2 separate regions of the Arachis hypogaea genome follow, and region 2 is linked to region 1. A link is a contact called in public Hi-C data. All regions are on one chromosome and are shown on one strand. Each heading gives the region's core, a stretch centred on a gene start, on an enhancer-like site or on the middle of the called end of the contact. The rest is flanking DNA. Distances are from core to core; before and after follow the strand shown. Region 1 holds the start of LOC112737787 (chaperone protein dnaJ C76, chloroplastic). Region 2 holds the start of LOC112737795 (long-chain-alcohol oxidase FAO1).

Region 1 (7,508 bases), core at 770-3,269:
AGTTGGGTTAGGTATGAAATCTTCAGCTCCATCAGCCACATTAGCAACATGTCCACCAAATCCCCCTCCAACAGGCTCACTTCTCCTAGACTTTCTTGGGCCTTTCACATCTAGCCCAGGCCCACTATTCTCATCTTATATTCTCTGTTTATTTATCTCATCTCTAAGTACAATTTTTTTTCTAGTACTAAAATATTTTTTAGAGACTATTTTCTTAGTAGTTTTAGGAGACATCTTTGGCTCACTATTTGTTGAGTTAAGCCCCTTCTTAGATGCACCAACCTTATTACTTTTTTTAGGTGTCACCCTTTTTTTAATAGGACTCATAATCTTTTTTTTCTCTTCAAACTATTGTCATTGCTACTGTCATCAGACTAATATCTAAGAAGCGGAGGCTTATAACCCTCATTCTCAACACTTTCAAATCCATCATCAGAGGAAGATGATGATGAATCAGAGGGTGTCTTCTCACTTAAAATCACAGTTTTCTCCTTAGCTCTAATATCAATTACCTTTGGCAGATCCACGAGATGATTGAAATAGATATAAAACTCATCCACATATCTATTCTTAAGAAGAGCTTCTCTCAGTTCATTAATCTCTTCATTCTCTAAATGACATGAAGCCCAGACTCTATATCAAAATTAGTCACATCATATCAATACATAGCCTTATACTTCAAGTAGCCTAATTCTTTAAATAAAATTACCAAATCAAAAAGATTAATTAGGTCAACATCTAATGGTAAATTTTTTGAACTTTTTCATGTAAATAGTGTAAAACTTTTTCGTTATCTTTCTTAAAATTTTTCTCTTGATGAAACACAAGGACAACCAGATATTTAACCATCTAAAAAATAAAAAGGCCTAAATTAAATCCTAATTAAAAACTCAATATGTTACACAAGCATTTTAATCTGATCTTATTATAAACACCTAATTCTATTACTTTATTTCAACTTTGTTTAATTTATTACATAAAAAATTATTTTTAAACAAATCTCTTCGCTTTCATATTATTTAAATATAGGGCATGACAATATAAAAAATATTTTAACATTTCTAAACCTTAACCAGAGCTGGATTCAGACAACAATAGTTGCATGTCATACTCAAGACCACACACATAAAAAGAGAGAGGGACAACGACACATACCTCTACACTTCGTAGCGTCAACAACAACCATCCAAACTTCGCCAGTAGCGCCGTGCAAGTTCCATCAACTTCATCATGAGAAGCTTCGTCAGCAACCTTGTGAACACATCCCTCTAACTTTGCACACTCACCACTGCCTCAAAGGAAAAAAATGTTCCTCTAGCTACTAGGATTTTCTTATAATTGTTAGAGAGGGTCCATGGAGTTTTATAGAAAAATCTATAAGGCGTGAAATGAAACATCTTCTGGGGAAGCAAAATGGTATTATTTGTGCTCACGTGGAAAAGGCCCCTGTCCTTTCTAACAAGTCACGTGGGTCTCTAACCTCCATCTCACAACCTTAACTCTCTAGCTAAGCAGCTTAATAAAACACATAAACAAGTTTCGTTACTCTTTGATGGCAAAAATGATAGAAGAACCGCATTAGCAAACGGAGCATAGGAACATGAGGTGAAGTAGATCCTTTTTTTTGTTAAGGGTCGTGTTGTCATTCAGGCAAATGAACAGTGTTGGGTTAGTAATTTACTCTTAAATTAAACTTTATTTATTTATATAATTTGTCCAATAAATTTAATTTTAGATAAACCACAAAAAATACACTTGAATTATTTTATCAATAATAAAAATTATCTCTAATTTTGTTATTAACAAAAATACCTTCAAATTATTTAAAAACATGATAAAAATACATGTGTAAAATTAAAAATTTTATTATTTGAGAATATTTTTGTCAGCGATAAGATAATTCGAATTCATTTTTAGTAATTTATCCATCAATCTTAATTAAATCAAAATTATAAATTTAATAATAATCAATTTTTATTTTATTTGTTTTACAAATCTTTTCAACTTTTTTATCTTTTGCCGATTATCGTAGTGGCACTTCAACGCCAAAACAAAACTAAAAGGCACTTGCAAATTACAACACAAGCGTTTACCAAAAAAAGAAAATTACAATTTACAAGACGAGGCAAGCAAGTGACAAACCATGCAATGCAACACCTGTGCACGTGAGGACACGTGCCACCTCTAGTGAAACCCAATTCGTCTCGTTCTTTTTCCCCCTCTCAGATTCATCTCAGGGTTCGTGCAGATTCTTTTGAATGTCTTTGGCTGTGACACTGCCATGTCAGCAACACCACCCTTCTACGCCAAAATTTCTCCCTCCGCAAATATTGCAAAATACTCCATTTTCCACTCTCAACAATATCCAACAACCACCCACAATTATCATTATTATTTTTATATATTTATATATTATACTCAATTTCGGTAGAGAGTTGGTATTGGAATGGCTCAGTTACTCTCTCCAGTCCAAAATCCTTCACTGAGTCTGTGTCCAAGAACCACATCATCATGGCGTGTAATGCCAAACGCTGCAAATTCTTGGAGCTTTGTAACACACAATGGCAACAGAAGAGCCTTCAATTTTGGAAGGCTCAGAGTCGCAGCTGAGGAATCTTTTTCTACCACTGATGCTGTTGCTGATGACTATTATGCAGTTTTGGGCTTGGTAATTGATCAAACTCTATTTCTTTTTCTTTTTTTTTTATCATTTCTTATTACTTTTTGTAGAAATTATTAAAAAACGGAAGTAAAATTACTAGAAGTAATGAAATTCTGACACTTAGTTAAAGAGTCAAAGTTTCTTTTTGTTTTGACCATTAATGTTCATCAAAATATTATGATTCACTTATCAATTGGAATAGTGGTAGTTTCTTTTAGCCAACTAACTAATTCTTTTCCAATTATAGTTACTAAGTTCGTAATATGATTTTTGAAAATCTTAATCATAAAAGCTTCAATAAATTTAAAATAATGGATAAAAACGTATGAATGATTTTATATTCCACCAAAAAAAAAATGAAATGAAACTAATAAAAATTTATTGTTTGGTGGAATTTACTAGCTTCCGGACGCTACACCGGCACAGATCAAGAAGGCCTATTATAATTGTATGAAAGCTTGTCACCCTGATTTGAGTGGCAATGACCCGGAGACTACAAATTTCTGCACATTCATCAATGAAGTCTATGCAGTATTTTTCATTTTGAATATCTTAAATTATGTTCATTGAAACTTTACCCTATGTTTTCTGCATTGTAAATTGACTATTGCAGTGTGCAGGTGCTAAGCGATCCTGTTCAACGCATGGTTTACGACGAAATTCACGGCTATTCTTTGACATCAATAAATCCCTTCCTCGATGATTCTAGCCCAAAGGATCATGCTTTTGTTGATGAATTCAGCTGCATAGGTACTTTTTTACTTAGTCTTGCAATGATATATCTAGAAAGTTATGTAAGTTGAAAAATTCCTGTTATGTTGCAAAATTCCTGAACAGGATGCAAAAATTGTGCCAATGTGGCCCCTGATGTGTTTTCAATAGAAGAGGACTTTGGAAGAGCCAGAGTATACAGCCAATGTGGGAACCCTGAATTAGTTCAACAAGCAATTGATACTTGGTATTATTATTATTATTATTATTATTATTATTATTATTATTATTATTATTATTATTATTTGTTGTTGTTGTCTCTCTGCATGACTCTAATTGATTATTAATCATCCATTTTGGTCACTTGTTGCAACTTTCTTTCTGACGATGTAATTAAAGCATGATACAAATATAATTGAGCCACCTCAATTTTTCATTACTGTCTGAGATATCTAATATCTTTTTCTTATACTGATCTTAGTTAAAAAAAAAAAAAAGAGAAGAGAAACATATTCAAGTCATGATGAGAAATCCATACGACATCGTATAAACTAACATTTCGAGTGATTCGCAAAACATGAAACACAATAACATAGCACATGAACTCCAGATTCAACACACAATAATAGACAAGCTAAACTCTCAAAATTTTTGGCTATCCATTTTACCAAAATGAAAGAAAGAAAAATATAGTGTTATTCAGTATAGGGATGCATTATGTAAGCATATCAATTGAATTTTCATGAAAGCATGCAAATCACATGTTTTGATATTCATCCTTTGTCAACAATATACATATGTATCGAAACATCCAAGGGTTAACTCATTCAACTGATCATTAATTCCAAATGCAGAACCTTCATTTGTAGTTAAAATCCATTATGAGGCATAACAAGGTACCATTACACCAGGATTCAGTTTCATGTTTATATGTGAACAAGAACTTTTCCTCCTCAAGTTTCTAGATGATATATATTATTATCTGTTGATGCTATTAGATCTTAGAACTTCATAACCTTTGGTATGATAATGTTGCAAAAAGAGCCTCCTTCTGTAGGATCTTGAGCCATCAGTGAGATACTAATCTCGAAGAGCTAGAATTTTAACCTTGTGAAGCAACTAAGCCGATCGAGATTGTTGATTTCTTTTATTTTTTATTTTTTAAGCCCTGTTGACTGCATTCATTGGACTTCAGCTGCACAATTGTCACTACTTGAAGACGAGATGCGCCGTGTAGAGAGAGTTAATGTAAGGAGTCCGTTTCTTCCTTCAATTTTTTTTCCCTCTTATGATCTCTATTCATGAGTTTTCTGTCTTCATCTTCTTTGTTTTATACCTCTCTGCAGGTTGCCCTAATGCTTTCTGGTATGGGGTCAGCATCAAGTGATGTTTTCAGAATGGTAAGTTATTTGCATGTTCAAAGTTTTTCTTATAACTTCTTAATTTGCATTTTGTTGAGGGGGTTCAATAGACTTTCTCAGTTTGAAATATGCTTGAAATGACCATATTCTGCATGCTCCGAAAACCTGGCTGAATTACCTTGAATTTTCAACTTAAAACATCTAAGTATCATTAGATAAGGAATCAAACTCAAATGGTTTTAAATTGTGGTTGCGATTTCGGTTGCTTCAACTTCAAGCATAAAGGTGTGATTGTTTATGTTCACAACTTGAAATTTAACTTGTTACAGCTTTGATAAGGCCCATAATGCTATAATTCATCCAATGTTCGTAACCCTTGAAACAGAGGTTATAAAGTCATCATGTTATGGATTAATAGAATGGTTTTCAGGATATTATTCATAGTGTACCATATATGTGTGGATTATTTACGCGTTCTACTTCTTCTTAACTTGATCTTATGACAGGCAAGTAGCAGATGGGAAAAGAGGCAAGCAAAAGTCTTGGTAATAAATCTTATATTCTGATTTATCTTTCCACAAAAAAACCATGTCCTGAATTGAATACTTTATTAATGTGATGAGTTTCTTGAAGGAGCAAGCAAAAGTGAGAATGATGAAGCAGAAAGGTACTGATGCAACAAACTCATACTGGGACAACTTATGGGCAAAACCAAAAGAATACCAAAGTTCAGGTATGGCCATGTCAAACTGCAAAAACTGGTGTAACTTGACACATCACTGATTCCACAACTTGAACCTATAACGTTAAGGTCTCATAACACCACTAAATTGTCATTCCAAGGTTTCCCTTCATTTTTTGATATAGCAATTTAGAAATATTTTATGGCCTAGACACTCTTTCAAAATTAGATTGAATGTGAGACCCATCGTATATAGATCACACACCACATTCAATGGTGAGGAGGGATAAATTATTGCATTCTCATCATGGAGCATTTGGAATATGCTTCTTTCATTTATAAAGTGACATTTCCAATAAAAATACGGATCTATTCATAATAAATGGTAATATATTCTGCCACTTTGTAAATGAATGACACACAATCCACCTAAATCACTAAATGTCTATAAATATGCAATAATTTTTGGATCGAGAGGTGTGCAGTAGAATAAACTACAAGATGTAATAATGAATACAAATTACACATTTACACATTGAACAACTGATATATGACTAGTTATGCCTTATGATTTGGTTTATGTATTAATTATTGTATTACTCTTTATAATTTAACCAAATTTTTTATTAGTTATTTTTTAAAAGAAAAATACAGTCATTCTAGAATGTGTTTTTAGAATATTCCATAATTCATTCTACGTCAAACATAAAAACGAATATTTCAAAAAAAATATTTTTTAACAAAAAATAATTAGAAAGGACCTAATTAAAAGTTTTGATTTAGTATAGGATTTTAATTAAAAACTTTTAAACTATAAAAATTTAATTTAAAATTTAATAAAATTATAAAAATTAACAGAATAATTAATTTTTTGTTTTTTTATTTTCACAACCACAAAATATGAGAGATATATATTCTCTATGCAAAATTGGCAGTTATGATATTTGAGATGTTAATAATTTATTGCAGAGGAGGAAGTGAAAGAAAGAGCAAAAAGAGCTGCTGCTGCTGCTAGAAGATGGAGGGAGTACTCAAGAAGGGGTGTTGATAAGCCTCCAACTTTTAAGCTTCCAGAAGCTGCCTCAAGCAAAGACAACTGACCCAATATTTTACACACTATCTTATATGTAGCTACAAATCCCATGTAATTAATTCATCCATTGACCATAGTCTAAAATTAAATCATGTAAGTCTATTTCTTATTGTATATGCAACAACTCTAATCAAGTAAATATAACACGTTATTTACAAGGGTAAGATACAATAATAATAGAAGAAAGTTACTACTTTACTTCAATGTGCTTTTATTATGACTTTATAGAGATTTGTTTAAAAATAGTCCAACAGTGATGGAATTCCTACTAATTAAGCTCTTTCATTTAAATTGTCAACTTCTTCATTCAAACAACAATATTGTGAGCTGTTGTTAGATTAGCAAAATTTTAAATTTGGTTTCGTCATCATCGTATCTTCCATTTTAAATAGTCGTGAATGAGGGGAGAATATTCTCTCACAAATACCATAGCACACTCATCCTTCTTATCCAATTCAGTTAACCGCAACTGGTTTTTTTTTTTTTTTTTTCAAATCATGTCATTCTCATTCGTACTCAGAATATTGATCGATTTAGTAAAGTTTTTATTTTTTAAAAATGTACTATAAAACATGAATATGAGACAAGATATGACACAGGGTATATAGTTATACGAATTTTAATTTATTGTAAAACATAGGAACACAATATATATATATATATATATAAAATGTAAAATATTTTTTAAATAAAAATTACAATAATATATAAAAATTTTATTGATATTAAAATATAAATTAATGTTTCTTTTAGAAAGTACAAATACATTTTCAAAATATTTTACTAAATCAAGACTATATTTCATCGTACTAGATACAGATACAAATACAAATACAAGGTATAATAATTTGTAAACTATGAAATATAAATATGAGAAAATATTATATTTAAGAGTGAATGCTCCATCCGGCCCCTGACAATTATCTCGAAAGGACAACGAGGTCCCCAAGAAAAAAAAACACCCAATCCGTCCCCTGATAATTTTTTTTTGGGACTGGT
Region 2 (6,977 bases), core at 3,828-6,327, 260 kb before region 1:
ATGCTGGGTTCTCTCCCTTCTCATCAACCTGCAAAAGTTCAAGAATTTTGTTAACATTCTCACAAACTATAATATATTGAGGAATGTTACAAGGAATACTAATTTATTATTTTTGTCCAGCAGTTCATCATAGCAATATTTAAAGGTGTTTGGCTAAAAATTTGTTGTTGGATTGCTAGATTAAAATAAAAAATAATAAATTATGTTGGTTCTTGAACTTTTTTTTGAATATTACATTAAAAAATTTTTAGTATTTAAGTTTAGAAATTTATGATTTAAGATTTAAAATTTAAAATAAATAAAATAATTTTAAAAATATCAGTTGATGTTAAAAAATTAATTCTATAACATTATTCTTAGCATAAATAAAAATTTAGTGTATCAAAAATAACATATTATTATATAAATAAAAGTTTATACAAATAACATATTGTTATTAAAAAATATTATTTATATTATAAAAATCAATTACTAAATTAGTCATTTTATATTTATATATATTTTTATATATTAATTTATATATATTATTTAACTACTTAATCAACTGCCGTCAGAATAATCAAACTCTTTTTTACAGTAACATTATAAAAGAAATTATGAATCACCCAATATTATTGCTATGCTGTGCCTGATTTATTTTTAATATGCATAGCATAATTGATTATTATTTGTTTGATTTTTTTTTATTTTCGGCACTTAAATAATCTTTGATAACATGAACTCATGATATATATATATACATGAAGATGACAAGCTTACCAAATGAAATTAAAAAGAGGAATAAATTTGATAAGATCATATATATAATAACTATGGAATAAGGTCCAAGTATAGAAGTATACATACCGAAGAGAAGAAACAATAGACGCACAAGACTTTGATGTAAGCAAATGCAAGTCTTATAGGTGTAAGGAACCTATGCTTCAGCCATTTCTGAACCACCTTTTCTCTTTTCTCCAAAGGCATGTTTGAGAAGTTATTGATAAAGGGCCATTTGCCACCAACGCAGAGCGACCCACAAAGCAACAAGGTCCCCAACCTTGTTGCTAATACCCACAAAATCACTCTAATCAATATTACTGCTTCTATTAACCCCCTCTTCACTAATATTTCTGCAACCTGTTCCCAATTTGTCATCATAAATAAAATTTAATAGATAATAAGATAAGAGATATCAAGTATATGTATGTTGAAACAACGGTGGAAAAATTTAATAGTAATAAAATTTACTAGTAACCGTTTAATCAATCCAAACATAACTAAAAAAATTTAATAAATATAGAAAATTAAATTTAATTAGTTAACATTAGTAAATTTTTTTACATATAATTTTTTTAACTCTTATATTTTTAAAGAATTTAAGATTTAAAATTTAATATTAAAAAATAATTTTAGAAAAATTAAGTAATATTACTGAATGATACTATCTAGAATAACCATCCGATATCAAGGATAATAAACATCTCATCTCATCCCAAAAACTTAAGCTGATTTTGGAGTTCACTAAGGATCGAACTCTTAACCTTTCGGATCTAGAACTCTAGTACCATATCATGAAACCACTCATCCAAAAAACGTAACCTGATAGGATAATGTAACACTAATGGTCATATTTCTAATACTTCTTAAACCTCTATTGTACACATTGTACGCTTAGGCCATTGGCTCCCAATACTTTCTCTAACTAAATAGATTTCTTAATTAAACTCGTAATATTTATGCATGATTCACGTTAACTATATAAAATATGCTCGTGGTTGACAACTGTAATCCAAAAACAAAATAATGAAGAAAAAGTGTTTTAGCTTTTAAAATTAGGCCCATGAACGACTAACAATACAATACAATTCTATTTCTACTTTAATTTTCCAAATGCACTTGTGTCATGCAATACACCATGTGTAGTTCTAGCTTCTAACTTCCCAAGTCACACGGTCAAACAACGAGAGCAGTGATAAAATCTAAAAATTAAACAAGTGTGCATGATGCCGGTCGTTGTGGGGGGTTTTATCTCTCATTTTTAAAAGTATTAAAAAATCGTAAGATAGAAAAATAATAAGAATCAAATGCACAATTTTATACGTTCAAATAAGATACATGATACTATTAGATTTGAAACACAGTCTCTCGGTGATTGATTGGTTATGGAATTTCTTCCAAGTGAAAAATAAGGTACATTGATATTGATTTAATATATAGAATATATAGAATTTAATGATTTGTAGTTAGATGTATCATATCATATCATATCATATCATCTACTTAATTAAATGGCCGTTTTACAAGTTGGAAGCAACGTACACATGATTGTTTTCCTTTCTTGTGAAGGTAACTAAAAAGACATTAGATATTTTTACTTCATATAACAAGTACTGTACTATAGCTAGCATGATTTTAAACTATCCGAATGGTCATTAATATTCAATAATCATGTTACATGAACATTAAAAGTTAACCACCATATATATTTAATATTCATAAAAAATTAGTTATACTCTTGTTAAAAAATTTAATTATTTTACTATTTTATATTTGATTATAAATATATACAAATATATAATTATTAATTTAATAACTGATCTTTTATTTTTATGCATGAAACATTTTTGTTTAACAATATATATGTTTTTACCCAATATCCTAGAAATTAAATCATTTGGGTATATTTGCAATGAATATAAGTTTTTACTATACTGATGTAAAATATGATATTTTTTTAAATTTATCATATTATATTTTTTCTATCATTTCTTATCGGTATCAAAACTTTGATGAAGTACTAATCACTTGAGTTTTATTATTTTTACCTAACATAATACTAATGTTCTCTATAATGAAACACATTGTAAATGGGAACACCAAGAGTACTACTAAGATAGAATTAATTAAGAACAATACATATTATCGTATATAATTACATTATTTTCAAATAAATATTTGTATTATATTCATAAAAATAAGACTTTTGAGTGTTAATGAATAATGATTAAGTAAATAAACATTATTAACTATATTACATTATTCAAATTAAATAATAAATTTTATTACACAATTTTAATCATTTGAAAATATAAATTACAAGCTACATCATTAAATATTAAATAATCGTTGGAAAAGAAAAAGCTCCAACTATTAATATAAAAACTTTCTTTTGTGGCGTAAAAATTATTAATGGTGTGTTTGTTTGAGGTAAAAATGGGAGGAAGGAAAACAAAAAAAAAAAAAAAAAAAAAGAAAATAGTTATTTTTTTTGTTTGATTAAAGAAAGAAATGGAAAAAAAAGAAAAATGGATGGAAAAATATTGGTGGATTCACCAATTTTTTTTTTTTAAAGAAAATTAAATCTCTCTCTATTTTTAATAGTATCCTTTTACTTTTTCTATATAATTTATAATATAAAGATAAAATTATCTTTTTATAATTTTTTTTTTCTTTCATCCAAATACATTTAAAAAAATAAAAATTCACTCAATTTTTTTTCTTTCTTTTCTATTTCTTTTTTCTTTATTTCTTTCTTTCCAACCAAACATAGTTTAAATGATAATTAAAACCCAAAACCTTTTCAAATGCGGCGTGCCCAATCAAAATCCTAGGGACCCAGGGGATTTAAATGTACGAGTATCGGTTATAACCAACGTGGGTCCCACTTGTATACACAGTTTTGGACTTTCCCAGTTCGCATATACGAACACTGTGCTTGTAACAACCTCTTGCACAGAATGAGAGAAGCGCATGAAAATGATGAAAAATTAAAACTCTTATATATATGCACTCCTATTTAATTTTTTTTAATCAAAATTAGTTGAAAAACAATAAAAAATTATTTTTTAGTTAATTAATTTTAATTAATTGTTTTTTAAAAAATTTAAAATTTATTCTAAAATTTAAAATAAATATTTTTTTAAAAAAATAATTGATTTTGGCTAAAAATAATTAGCTCCATAACATTACTCAAATTATTTAGGACATATATATATTTTGTGGAATAAAAATAAGATAATTTTTCATTAAATATATTTAATTAATATACAAAATGGGAAATAAGAAACTCTCATATATCTTCTTAATTGTAAACAAAACAATTTTTGGTGGTTTATATTCTTTATCTTTTAAAATATAAGTATATTTATAGTGTTTTAATCTTTTCGAGAATCAAGAGAAATTGTTATATATATATATAAAAGACTGTATCAGTATTCGTGTAAATTTTTTATTTCGTTTTTATTAATGCTCAAATAGTGAAATTTTAGTTTTGTGGGTCACACACTGACACTAATGAATATATATCGCTTTACAAAGATATGAAGTATTAATAAATAGGTCAAAAGAAATCAAAAATAAAAAAAAAATCCCAGCATAATTAAGAACACATGATGAAGAAGAAAAAGAAAACTGTAATCAAATACGTATATATATTGGTATAATATTATGTTATTAATATACGTATGTACCTCATGAGGGTATGGATGTTGAGAAGCGGAAATGTTCGAGAAGGACTTGGTCACATCCTTGTTATTAAGCTCATCTTCTTCATCCTTCAATGGCGGCAAAGGAGGAATCACAACCTCACATATGCTTGCAAGTGATTCCATCTCATACCCAAAAAACCCATGTCTGTATTTTCTCTCTCCTCTCTCTCCCTTCAACAATGGATGGCACTCTCTTTTCACCATGATCTCTCTCTCACACACACACACACAAGCTAATTAGGATAATTGATTATATGAAATTGTCTGTGGAGCGGGTTAGTTATGATATGAGAATAATTAGAAGGATCTAGATGAATATATATGGATATAGATAGGTATATATAGAAGCAAAGGTGCAAGAAATTAAAGGAATGATTATGATTGGTTCTGTTTAATTAATTGGAGGGTGTGATGAGGTGGAAGGAAGGAAGATAATGATAGACTGGTATGTAAATTAATAATAATCACAATAATCCTTTTTTTTCTTTTCTTTCTTTTCTAACTTATACACTATATGAGTTGTAGGTTGTGCGGCAATGGATATATATAGACTCAACTCTTAACTACTTTATGTCAACTTTTCTAAATCATATAACTTCTCTACCTCCTGCGGAAACGGGTAAATTGCATGGTGTATAAAATATAGTTTCAATTATTGAGAATGACATCCTAAAATATATATGATTGTTTTAAATGTAATATAAAATATTTTGATGCTAAACTACTCATAAGTGATAAAATTGATTATTTGCTTATCATTTTATTACTATAAATTTCGACAATGTTTTCATATTTTAAAAGGTAAAATACACAGATATTTTGTGCAATAAAATTAATTAATTTTGAAATTTATTATAAATTTAAATTAATCTTTTTCTAAATTATACTAAAATTTTGAAGAGAAAGAATTTGATAAATCCATATCGATAGTGCATATGACCATTTTTGCAGTGGGGTACAGTATATATACACATGTAATAAGAGCAAATACGATTGTAGACTTCCGATAGCTAAATTTTTTTAAATTACTTTATAGACATTTGAAATTAGCCATAGTATATATACATCACAAATTAATTTAATTAAATCGATAAATTATTTTTTTTAAATTATGATTATTTGTTTTGATGAATAACAAATAATCAAATATTTAATGCATGATATATATATATATATATATTTATGAGTTTAAATTTTATGCACTCATAATGTAAAATATTTTATATAGTCATCCGATCATATTTATTTTTTTAGGTGATTATATACAGAATTAATATAAAAAATAATCATATTTTTTTAGGTGATTATTTTTGGTATACAGGAAAGGTGAAAAATAGGAATGGGGTTGATATTATTGTGGATAAGCAGTGGAAGAAGGACGTAGTGGATGTCAAGACACTACAAGAAAATAAGCTTTCTGCCACGCTTTTAAAGCGTGCCGAAAAGTGTAAAAAAGCGTGCCGATAGATTTTCGCCACGCTTTTTGAGCTATTAGCACAGTTTTAAAAGGGTCACATCCGCCAGCGTGTCAGTTGCTCTATTGCCACGCTCTTGTGGAACTATCGACACGCTTTTTTTGTTGGCACGCTTTCATCTGTTGCCACGCTTAAAAATCGTGGCCATAGGTCTTAACCTATAGGTACGCTTAAAATGCGTACCGAAAAGTGCACATATCGCCACGCTTTTAAAATGTTCCAGACTGTTTGTTTTGAGTACTCTTTAAAAACGTGCCAATAAATGAAGATATGGGTACACTTTTAAAGCGTGCCGGTTGCTTAGCTATGGCCACATTTTTTAAGCGTGCCTGTTGAGCCCAACATTAAGATATAGTCACCCTTTTTAAGGGTGGTCATAAGTTTGGTCAGAATTTTTTTTTTAATTAATCTTCCTAATATTTCATGCAAAATTCATATATAATTTTAAAATCATAGACCAAAATAATTATGTATATTGAAATAGTCCAACATATACATAAATTTTCTCATAATATATATATATATATATAACTTGTCACCACAAAAGTAGACTTTGAAGACAAAGTACTAAAAAGTAAAGTCATAACAAGTAAATAAAAATTACAATTCCAACAAGTGTCACATATCTACTTCTTTTATATACTTAGTTACAAAATATTAAATTTTATGAGTAGTATGATCATCCATTATGAGCTCCATTGTTTTTACTACTGTCCTGCAAAATTTTAAATAATCTTATGTTAGTGCCTGTTATAAAAGCTACATTAATTAAGTCCAACAAATCCAATTCCAAATCCAAATTGATTACAAATGAAAATGGCAAGACAACTTTAATTAGGTCCCGTAATAATGCATATTCAGCCATTAAAACAAAAAACACAAATCAAAAAATAAAATTGTGACTCACTCAATTTCAATATGACTCATTAGTGAATTATATTACATACAAACATATGTAGTAGTAATTGCATTTAACTGAGTTGCTATGGCTAACACAGATTTCAAACCCTACATAGTACATAGTACTTACTCT

Evidence for each region. Hi-C and Micro-C count contacts between places; a contact is called where the count stands out from the background.
Region 2: a contact with region 1 is called in a Hi-C map of leaf, with 3 times the contacts expected there. The contact joins the promoter of LOC112737795 here to the promoter of LOC112737787 in region 1. A contact is called at or near these places in 2 of 8 Hi-C or Micro-C datasets (both in leaf).

What each region holds. Positions count from the first base shown.
Region 1 is chr13:26,171,443-26,178,950 of arahy.Tifrunner.gnm2.J5K5, reverse strand. LOC112737787 (chaperone protein dnaJ C76, chloroplastic) reads left to right here and starts at 2,019. Exons shown (of 9, transcript XM_025787894.3): 1 at 2,019-2,668; 2 at 3,065-3,193; 3 at 3,283-3,412; 4 at 3,500-3,620; 5 at 4,540-4,621; 6 at 4,720-4,773; 7 at 5,241-5,279; 8 at 5,368-5,467; 9 at 6,386-6,713. The coding sequence starts at 2,447. The coding sequence ends at 6,516. It overlaps LOC114925057 (a long non-coding RNA gene), which reads right to left and starts at 1,395. Exons shown (of 2, transcript XR_011869487.1): 1 at 1,156-1,395.
Region 2 is chr13:26,435,487-26,442,463 of arahy.Tifrunner.gnm2.J5K5, reverse strand. LOC112737795 (long-chain-alcohol oxidase FAO1) reads right to left here and starts at 5,077. Exons shown (of 3, transcript XM_025787904.3): 1 at 4,452-5,077; 2 at 847-1,119; 3 at 1-28. The coding sequence starts at 4,673.